Regions from separate parts of the Oryctolagus cuniculus genome. Here region 1 is linked to region 2. The links are chromatin contacts, called in public Micro-C maps. All regions are on one chromosome and are shown on one strand. Each heading gives the region's core, a stretch centred on a gene start, on an enhancer-like site or on the middle of the called end of the contact. The rest is flanking DNA. Distances are from core to core; before and after follow the strand shown.

Region 1 (4,699 bases), core at 1,480-3,979, 72 kb before region 2:
AGTTTAAAATGCTGGCATGAAATTACAATTCCAATGATAATTGATAACTAAGTCCATAAACACTTACAGATTGATCAACCATGGAAAAATCATCCAAAACATTTAGTACATGTATTTCTAAATGTTGCTAATTATTTGTCAACATTTTCCAGATGATCTTTGATAAGTTAAAAATACTGAAATATATTTATCACACAAATCATAAAGAAAAAATACAACGTTTACAGCTTCATCATTAAAATTTGTTTTTTGCTAACTAACTTTCATGCTTAAAATTTAAAAAGCTTAGTATTCATTTCTGGAGTAACCTAGTTTTAATATTTATTTATGCTGCATATGTGTCGAAATTTTGTGGTATAACTACCATACTAAAATTTCAAAATATGCTTGCTCTTTACAGAGTCCTAAAGAGTTGATGTTCAGAAAAATCATTAACCTTAGTTAAATTTATAGAATTACATGTGCATGTGCCTTTTAACAAACATGACAACAAATCTTTCCCACCAATAATATTTACAATGCACATTATGAGCTTTAATGTTTCCATGTATCCCTTATGACCTTCAATATTGACCTATATATTAAACAAAAACATAAGTCTAAATATAGAAACCAAAGTTTCACTTTTCTGAAAGTAGAAAGGGTATCTACACCTTAAGGACAAAGTTCTTTTCTTAACCTACATATGTTATGTGACAATAAACAAACATCATATACGTGCACAGACATAGAAGATACAGCATAGTTTCAATTTTAAGTCACCTGAAATTGCAAAGGGGGCGGGGAAGGAGGAGAAGAGTACTGGGTAGCTACCCCAGAAGTCTACAAGGGACAAGATTACACACATTTCTGCATAGATCTCAAAGGGCCAGGAATTACCTCAGAACAAACTAAAATTCTGTTGAGGAAAAAAATAATTTTTCCTATCACTCCATTCTATCTCATGTGACGTCATTTAAAAATCCACCAACCAAAGTGTTCTTTTCAGTTCCATCTAGTTACCACTTTAACGGTATCTGTTTTAGGTAATAAAAATGTCCCCAAACTAGCCAAGATTATAAAGCAATAGCCTTTTCTTCATTTGACAATAGACGGACTCAAACTTAAGAGTTAAATAACCAATCAAGAAACCAACTCTTATATAAAAGAACCATAAAGTTTATGACACCAGTTACAAGTTTTTAGCCTAGTAAGAAATAATCTGCACAATGGTAGAATCATATCAAACCTTACATAACATCTCCCAGATGTGTTATGTAAGATTTAAATATAGTGACACTGTCATTTTTAACTAATCAGTAGCATACTTAAAATTACCTTAAGAAACTAAAACCTTCAGCACACTTCACATTTCTAAAAATCACAATTTTATGCTCTACACATGTATGAGTATAATGTTAAAAAAATTAACAGCATTACTATTGATGGCTCACTTTATTTCCTCATTAAAGGCCTCAGTCAGCATAACTGGGAGTTCTCTGCAGAATTCTTCATCAGAAAAAGTTACAAAGTGTTATTTCTCACATATCGCAAACAAAAATTCTAAGAAAATGTGTTGATTTAAAGAATAATAATAACTAAAGCAGTAATGAACAAATGATCAAAGGGACCGAAACATGTAAAACTCACATGCTCAGCAGCATATCAATTGATTAAAAATACTAACTTCAAAATTTTTTTCAAAAAATAACCAAAAAGATTGAGATTTCACTTTAAACTACATAGTATATTCTTCCCCTCCCCCTCCCCTACATATGACCAGAACTAACAGTTTCTATTTTGTAAACATTCCCCACACTCATAATAGAACTGGTAAAAACCGGGTTGAAAATATATTTGCAAATTTGCATTTCAAAGAAATGCACTTCCCCTCCGAACTCCATAAAGTGCTCCTCTTCCTCTCCCTGAACAGAAACCTGAATCCAGCCAGACCCTAAAAGTACAGCCATAATCGAGAACCACAAGTGACAGCTATTTTTATAGAAAATTAACTCCCCAGCTTCTCAAAGAATCGGAGAAACAGAGAAGTCTGAGGTGGGTACCGAAGCACATCATCAGAGGAACGTTTTTTCTAGAAAGATGTGGGAATTTGAGACGAACAAAACGTAACCCCTCAAGAGTGAGGAAAATTAAATCTAGAACCCAAATGGCGCCCAACAAGAACATTAGATCTCGAAAATGAATATTGCGCTTGCGCAGCCACCGCCCCGGCAGCTGCACAACTGCAGCTAGAGCCCGACCCCGCCAGATCACGTGCTCCCATGCAGCGCCGCCCGCAGCTCCGCAGCCGCGCAGGCGCACACGCAACGCCCGCAGCCGCCATACTGCGGTCTTGGCTCTTCCGAAATACAATAGTAATTTCAGAAAATGTGGTTAGAACAGCCCCTGGGAATCACCTATACCTTTCGGGGCAGGAGCTGAGGGAGGGGGAACCAAGTTCCTTCCTACAGACCCGTCCCGCGCAGCCGTCCCCAACGCTGCCGCCTGTCTCGCGCGCTCCAGTCGCCGCGCTGCCGCCGCCACTGCCGCCGCCACTGCCGCCGCCTCCGCAGATTCAAAAACAAACCCGCTTCTCCCTTGCACGCGCCGGGGCCGTTATGCAAATTATTGTAGGCGGGGCTCCGTGATCCTACTAAGAACCACGCCCACTGTGCTTTCCGCCAATAAGCGCACGGACTCTCCATTTCCCCATGCAAATATCCTGGTTTTTTATTTGAATGAAGGACTTTGGCCCCGCCTCCTGCCGCGGAAAAGGGAACGAAGTCTGAGGTGGTGGCGCTGCGCCGTTCTGTTGCGCTGCGAGGTGAGCGCCTCTGAGTAGCGCTTCCTCAATCCGTGAGTAGCACTTTGCGAGCGCCCCCTATGAGCCTCGGCAAAGAAGGGAGGAAGTTTGCTCAGGGAGCCAAAGAACTGAGCGCAGCAGCTTCAAAAAGGCTGCGATGTGCTGATTTAGTCGTCGTTTGTTTTTGAAGTTGACAGAAGGTACTGGAAGTGTGTTAGTCCTCAGCGAAGGGAGAGAGCACGCTTCCGTTGCTCTGTGACGGCGGAAGCACTTACACTGCCACCCCGGAAGTTTATCCATCCCGCACAATTTGGTGTTGGGAGTCAGCCCCTAAAAGACGATCCCCGGGAGGACGTGGAGGCCACCCCATTGCTTCTACAGTTCGCTCCCTGGAATGAGTGTGTTACTCAGTTTTTGATAACTGTAGTTCACTTCGATTGAGAAGGCTAAGGGATAGAGTAAATATCTTTATGTCTTGCAAAGCAAGAAAAGCCTGAAAAATACTAGCTCGAAAGGTTGATTATTGTTTCAAGTCCTGGCTGCTCCACTTCTGATCCAGCTCTCTGCTATGGCCTGGGAAAGCAATAGAATTTGGCCCAAGTCCTTGGGCCCCTGCACCCATGTGGGAGACCCAGAAGAAGCTCCTGGTTCCTAGCTTCGGAATGGCGCAGCTCCAGCTGTTGTGGCCATCTGGGGAGTGAACCAGCAGATGGAAGACCTCTCTCTTTCTCTCTCTCTCTGCCTCTCCTTCTGTCTGTGTGTAACTCTGACTTTAAAGTAAATAAATAAATCTTTTTTAAAAAGTCAGTATTTCTCTAAAAAAAAAAAAGGCTTCAGGGTAGTAAAAATACTTGTAGTAGTAGAGGAGTAGTAGTAGTAGTAGTAGTAGTAGTACTGATACAGCTCAACTTGAACAGTTTCTATCTACACTTCTCTTTCAAAAGAAAGAAGATGAATCAACCACAACCTGATAGTTTTTATTATCCTCCAATTTGCAGAGAAGCTTACCAAGGTGTTAAACAGATAAACCTGGAATAATCCAGCAAAAACAACTCTTAAGAATAGGATATGTGGGGAACGGTGCTGTGGCTCACTTGGTTAATCCTCTGCCTGCCAGCTGGGTTCCAGTCCAGCTCTGTGTTGTGGCCTGGGAGGGCAGTGGAGGATGGCCCAAGTGCTTGGGCCCCTGCACCCACATGGGAGACCAGGAAGAAGCACGTGGCTCCTGCCTTCAGATCAGCGCAGCTCCGGCCGTAGCGGCTATTTGGGGAGTGAACCAATGGAAGGAAGACCTTTCTCTCTGTATCTCTCTCTCTCTCACTGTTTATAACTCTACCTGTCAAATAAATTTAAAAAAAAAAAAAAGGACATGTGGTAGTGGTAGTCAAAATTCTAAAATGATGCCCATGATTCTCCTAGTGTTCATACTATGCCTGTGAATGTGGCAAGAATCTGTGATTTGCTGTAGCCAAAAGAACATAGCAAAGGTGGATGAACTTTGCAGATATAAGATCCCAAATTAGGGGCCAGCAGTGCGAGCAACCCATGTGGGAACCGATTCAAGTCCCAGCTGCACCAGTTCCAATCCAGCTCCCTGCTAATATACCTGGGAAAGCAGTGGAAGATGGCCCAAGTCTTTGGGCCCCTGCACCCACATGGGAGACCTGAAAGAAGTTCCAGGCTCCTAGCTTTGGATCAGCCTAGCTCCAGCTGTTGCAGTCATTTGGCGAATGAACAAGTGGGTGGAAAATACCCCCCCCATCTCCCTCCTTGCCTCTCTGTAACTCTACCTTTCAAATAAATTTTTTAAAATCCCAAATTAAGTCCTAAACAGCACTCTGGCCTCAGAATCAGCCCTTAAGGCATTCGGATCTGGCTAAAAAGCCCATGAGAGTTTCTCAGGCATGGAAAGCCGAC
Region 2 (4,986 bases), core at 2,268-4,767:
ATGTTCACTGAATGTGAAGTGAATATTGCATATTACAAGGATCGAACGCTGAGGAAGGGGATTATATGTCATTGTATTCTAGGAATTCCCAACAGCCTAAGAGCCTTTAAAAATCACTGTACAGATCCATTGCTTTGACTCTGTAAAGCAGAGTAAGGGAACAGGGACTAAATATAAATAATTGTGGGAAGAACAACATCTGTAGGTCTCAACTGAAAGCCAACCACGTGTCCAATGAATTCCTTACAAAGATTCTCAACTCTGTTCCTTGGGGGGAGGGGAAATGACATTTCCTGTCACCAGATGATCTTAGGAATGTGGTGAAAGTACTTGGAAGGCGCCTAGTGCTACATACTCACCTCCATTTTCCTCCCTACTTCATCACTGCACAAAGGGACGCATGTCCAGGTGTGGAACAGTTCATTGATTTATTTATTTGAAAGGCAGCAATCTCCCATCTGCTGATTCATGCCGGGGAGCTGGTCACAACGCAATCTGGGTCCTTGGGTCATCACCTGCTGCTTCCCAGGGTGCATTAGCAGGAAGCTGGATATGGGCTGAGGGACCCAAGGAGCGGCTTAAGCACTGCACCAAACGCCCACTCCCAATTTTATGTTGATCTGATTTTACGATTGGGCTCCACGGAGGCACCCAGAAGCGCAGACCAAGGGCTTTTATTACCACGAGGTAGCTGAGCACCTACTCTTTCTGGTTCCACATGGCATTACTTCTAAGCGTGGGCACTTGTTGGAGGTCGTCTGTTGCTACACAGGGCGCCTCTGCAGCAGCTCCGGGCCTTGCGAATGGAGGCCAACCACCCTGCCCCGCGCTGCCTTTCGTCCGGACAGCGACCCCGGCTCCACTCAGCCGGGGGCCAGCCTTCTAGGCAGAGGCTGCACGACAGCTGGGGATCCTTTGTAATCCTGGAGGCCTGCAGTGTCCGGAGGGGGAGGGGGCCCACCGTCTTCCCTCGACTCAATTTGCTAGAGCTCAGACCGGGCAGGGGTGGAGGCCGGCAGGGGTGGGGCGGGCATGTCTTCCGCATTCCTCCTCCACCTCCTCCTCCAGCCTGCGGCTGCGGCTGCGGCAGAGGGGGAGGGGCGAGGCCCGGGCGGACGGAGTCCTGCCTACACTGGTGGCTCCCCAGCCCGGAGCACGTGGACACGACCCCGCTTCCTGTCGTCTACATGGATTATCACAGGACGAGCAAAGGCAGGGCCGCCTTCACAAAGCCTCCCGTAAGGACGCCCTGGGTTTCAGATACAAGCGTCGTTTTGCAGAGATCAAGTCCATTCATGTCACTACTCTCTCATCTGTAAAATGGGGACAAAAGAAATAACAAATGCACTTGAAAACGGTATAAATTTTTTTTTTAGAAAAGGGAAGCTTGCATGGTTTATTTCCTGTCAATAGTGGAGAGGAACTAAGAAACCATGCTTTGCCGACTTGATTCCGAACACGCAGCAGACCCTCTACAACAAATGTCCCCCTTTGTCCCGGGCCTTCTCCACCGAAAAAGGATCCCCTTTGTGCTTTGTGCCGCGGGGATCAGAAAAAGCTCTCGAGTTCTCGCGGTGAGACAAGGCTCTGGGAGGCAGGCGAGGTTGCCATGGCGACGGCTCTGCGGCGGCCTCGCCCTGCCCCTACCGCCCTGCCTGCCCGGCCGCGGCCAGGTCCCGCCCCCCGGGCAGAGGCTCCGCCCCGCGCCGCGCGGAAACGGCCGGGAAACGCCCACGTCAAGTACCCGGATGGCCTCTGAGGCCCGGAGGCAGGAAAGAAAAAAAAAAACCAACCAACCAAAAACCCTCGTCGGACAGACTCGGATGGACCCTGGGAAAACAACCGTTAGACTGCAAGCCTGTTGAAGGCAGGGCCCGCGTTCCCTTCACGGAACCGATTCCGTGGGCGACGGTTGGCAGGGTCCAGAAGACGGGGGTCTAACGTGGCGTCCGGGGGAAGCCGCCGGCTCCGCGCCCGAACCCTTGTCTGTCCTGGCACGGTACGGAGGCGCACCTCTGCCTTCCTCATCTCTAAAATGGGGACAGTAGTGCCTCGGCGACTCCGAGAGCGAACACTCGGCGCTGCGGCGGGCGGGGAGCCCTCCCTGGGGCCCTCCTGCTGGCTGTCGCGCGCGCAGCCCCGAGTCCTCGTGTGCCCCGACTACACAAACCAAGACACACACACACCCACACACCCACTGTAGCAGGCCAGGTCCACACACACACACAAAACCCTGTAGCGGGCCAGGTCCACACACACACACACAAAACCCTGTAGAGGGCCAGGTCCACACACACACACACACACACACACACACACACCCTGTAGCGGGCCAGGTCCGATCCACTGGAAACACGAGTGAAAAAACCATAGCGGTGCTTCCTAAGTTGTTTGTGTGATAAAGCACCCAGCAAAACTCGCCAACTACGAGTGTGCCTATACTATCGCGCGTAAGGAATGCAAAGTAGAACGAGTTCCAGGTCTCCATCCGCGTATCTGATTAAAGTAATAGACCCAGATAATGGCGTTCTGAGGCCCTTCTCCCCCTCCCCCATCCCCGGGGGGTGTGTTCCGACACCTACAGACCCGCCGGTTAGAGCACACGGAGCCCTGGGGCTGTATGCCTCTTCTTCCATTCCCTAATGAAGCCCCCACCCCCGCCAGAGGCCGCCTTCCCAATTAGCGAAGCCCCGGGGTGCGGGGCTCTCCTGCGGCGCCTCTGCAGACTCCAAACATCCCTGGGGAGGGGGAACTCCCACCCCACCCCTGGGCAGACCTGTCTGGAAGCCCTCGGGAGTGCGTTTGGTGGGGGGAGAGAGGGAGGGATGCAACTGGTCCGGGGAGGCCCTGAGCCACACTTGGCCGCAGGATGTGCGCAGCCTGGACGGCTGCAGACCACCGGCTGCCAGGCCGTCCCTGGAGGAGACATTTCGGCGCGGGACTGGCCGGACGTCCCGGGGGCGAGGGGACAGCAGGCCCGTCCCTTCAGCGTCCCCCACCCTGCAGCGGCTCTCGGTGGGAAGGCGTGTGCGGCTTGGCCTGGGTTTCTGGCCACACACACACACACTCGAAAGCAGGGAGTCGACAGCAGGGAGGTCACGTCGTGTCGGGCAAGGCCGGGGGCGGGGGGCCGCTGAGGAGACACACGCGTGCGGGCCGCGGGGAGGGCCCTCCCACCACACCTAGGTGACGTGCGAGGCGGTGTGAACTGCAGGGTGTGAAGCGCCGGCCGCTCGCGCACGGCCTCTCCCCCACGCACACAGCTGCAGCCGCCCGGGACACCCGGCCCTCCCCTCCCCCACGGCCGCAGCCCGCCGCTCGGAAAGCCGACACCCTGAGGCCCCGTCTCCCTCGGCCGCCGCGGCCAGGAGCGGCGCGACGGAAGACGCGGGCTGGATGCCGCCCCGGCGCCGCGCGCTGCGAGCGCGGCTGCCGTCGCCGGCCGCGGGCCCGGCTCCAGGCCTGATATTCCATCTGACTTTGCCACGGCAGGAAACAGCTTTAGGCTCCAGCGAGTGCAGGCCAAATCCAGGTCTCTTCGGGAAGTCCATGCTGGGTTTTCTGTGTCACCCTGGTGAAGTCTCCGCCGAGGCTGTTGTTCTCAATCCAGCTCAGAAACTGGCTCAAACCGCCCTGAACTGGATTGGAAGGCTGTTGAGACAGCTTCTGCCTCTTTGTTAGGGCGGATCCGGCCTCCTGCCTGCCCTCCCGCCTGTTTTCCCAGAGTCACCACCAGCAGTTCCCCTCCCCCTGCCTCTCCAGTTTGGCAATTTTTTTTTTTTTTTACCCTTTCCTGGGCCAAGACCCCATGAAATAGATGAAATTAAAGTGGGTTTAGATTGTAAACCTTCTGCTTTTATTTCATGAGCTGTTTTGTTTTTCTCAAAAGTCGTTGTCTAACCAATTGATGTGGTGCCCTTAAAATCTTGGCTGCCCTTCCAACCCAGAAGTAATGTTAATTTTCACTCTGGATGGAAATACCTCTGAAATTTCCCTTCGAAGGCTGGAAGGTCGTGGTGCAGTTCGTAGTTCACTCCCGTTTTGTCAGTCTATTTGAGCTTACTAATGAATTTCTTTGTTGAGAAATGACAGACATGCTAGGTATAGAATCTTTAAACAGTCGCCCATAGTGACTTTGTGTGTTGCGACTGCGTAATTCCTAGAGGAGGAACCAAAGACTGGAGATGTTTTTGGTTTTGGAACATGTCATTTTAACCCTGGTTCAGATGCTGGTCGGGGCAGGCCTGGGAGACAGAACTGGGAATGTGACGGATTCAGGAGAGTAGCAGAGGTCTGTGAGCGTGTAAGTCTTCCAGATAGGAAACTTAAACATTTCTGAGGTTTCGGCTCTTGCTAGAGTGGACAGTTGCCTCACTGTGACTGTACTACATGCTACTGCATTGCACACTGGAAAGTGGTTAATTTTGTTCCGTGACTTTTACCTCCAAAAGAAAATGTAAGCATTTTCGACAAGAATTTCTCATTTTCTTTTGTGTGTTTTTGAATATTCAGAGAGCAGAGAAGCAGCCATCATCTGGGTGTGGCTCCATGAGTGGGTGTGTGTGTGTGTGCTTGCCGACTCCCCGGTCTCCCCCTGCTGGCCGCAGGCGGCAAGGTGGCAGGAAGTGGAGGGCCTTTGTGCCCTGAACTGGCTGCGCAGGTACTTGGACCATGCTATTTTGTTAAGAATCGTTCTCCATGCCTTGGTTCGTGTGCGTTTGTTTGTCTTACTCATATGCCCAGGACTGAAAAGAAACCACAGGTGTTTCACATCTGTGGTGCTACATGGGATTAATTGTAAATTAATGATTTAAAATGCATCCTTAAATCTCAACACATAAACAAAAACGTCATTTTTCCTAGGTTAAAAGCTAGAGTTAAATTGCTCATTTAAGTGTTTAGCTTCAGTAAAGCATAAAGCCCTGGAAAGAAGCCAATTACAACAGTAGATCTGGAAAAGCTATTTTTGTATGCAAGAGGGGAGGG

Evidence for each region. Hi-C and Micro-C count contacts between places; a contact is called where the count stands out from the background.
Region 1: a Micro-C map of ear pinna shows a contact between it and region 2, with 5 times the contacts expected there. The contact joins the promoter of ATF7IP here to the enhancer-like site in region 2. A contact is called at or near these places in 4 of 6 Hi-C or Micro-C datasets (ear pinna, psoas muscle, skin fibroblasts and 1 more).

The regions. Positions count from the first base shown.
Region 1 is chr9:112,184,952-112,189,650 of mOryCun1.1, reverse strand. ATF7IP (activating transcription factor 7 interacting protein) reads right to left here and starts at 2,729. Exons shown (of 15, transcript XM_070049418.1): 1 at 2,453-2,729.
Region 2 is chr9:112,113,017-112,118,002 of mOryCun1.1, reverse strand. No RefSeq gene overlaps it. Among named protein-coding and RNA genes, the nearest start is that of ATF7IP, 71 kb to the left of the region's middle. Within about 2 kb of position 3,517, at least 8 of the 8 cell types and tissues checked have an H3K27ac peak or open chromatin away from gene starts, as enhancers often do. A contact at or near this core is called in ear pinna, where this site is marked.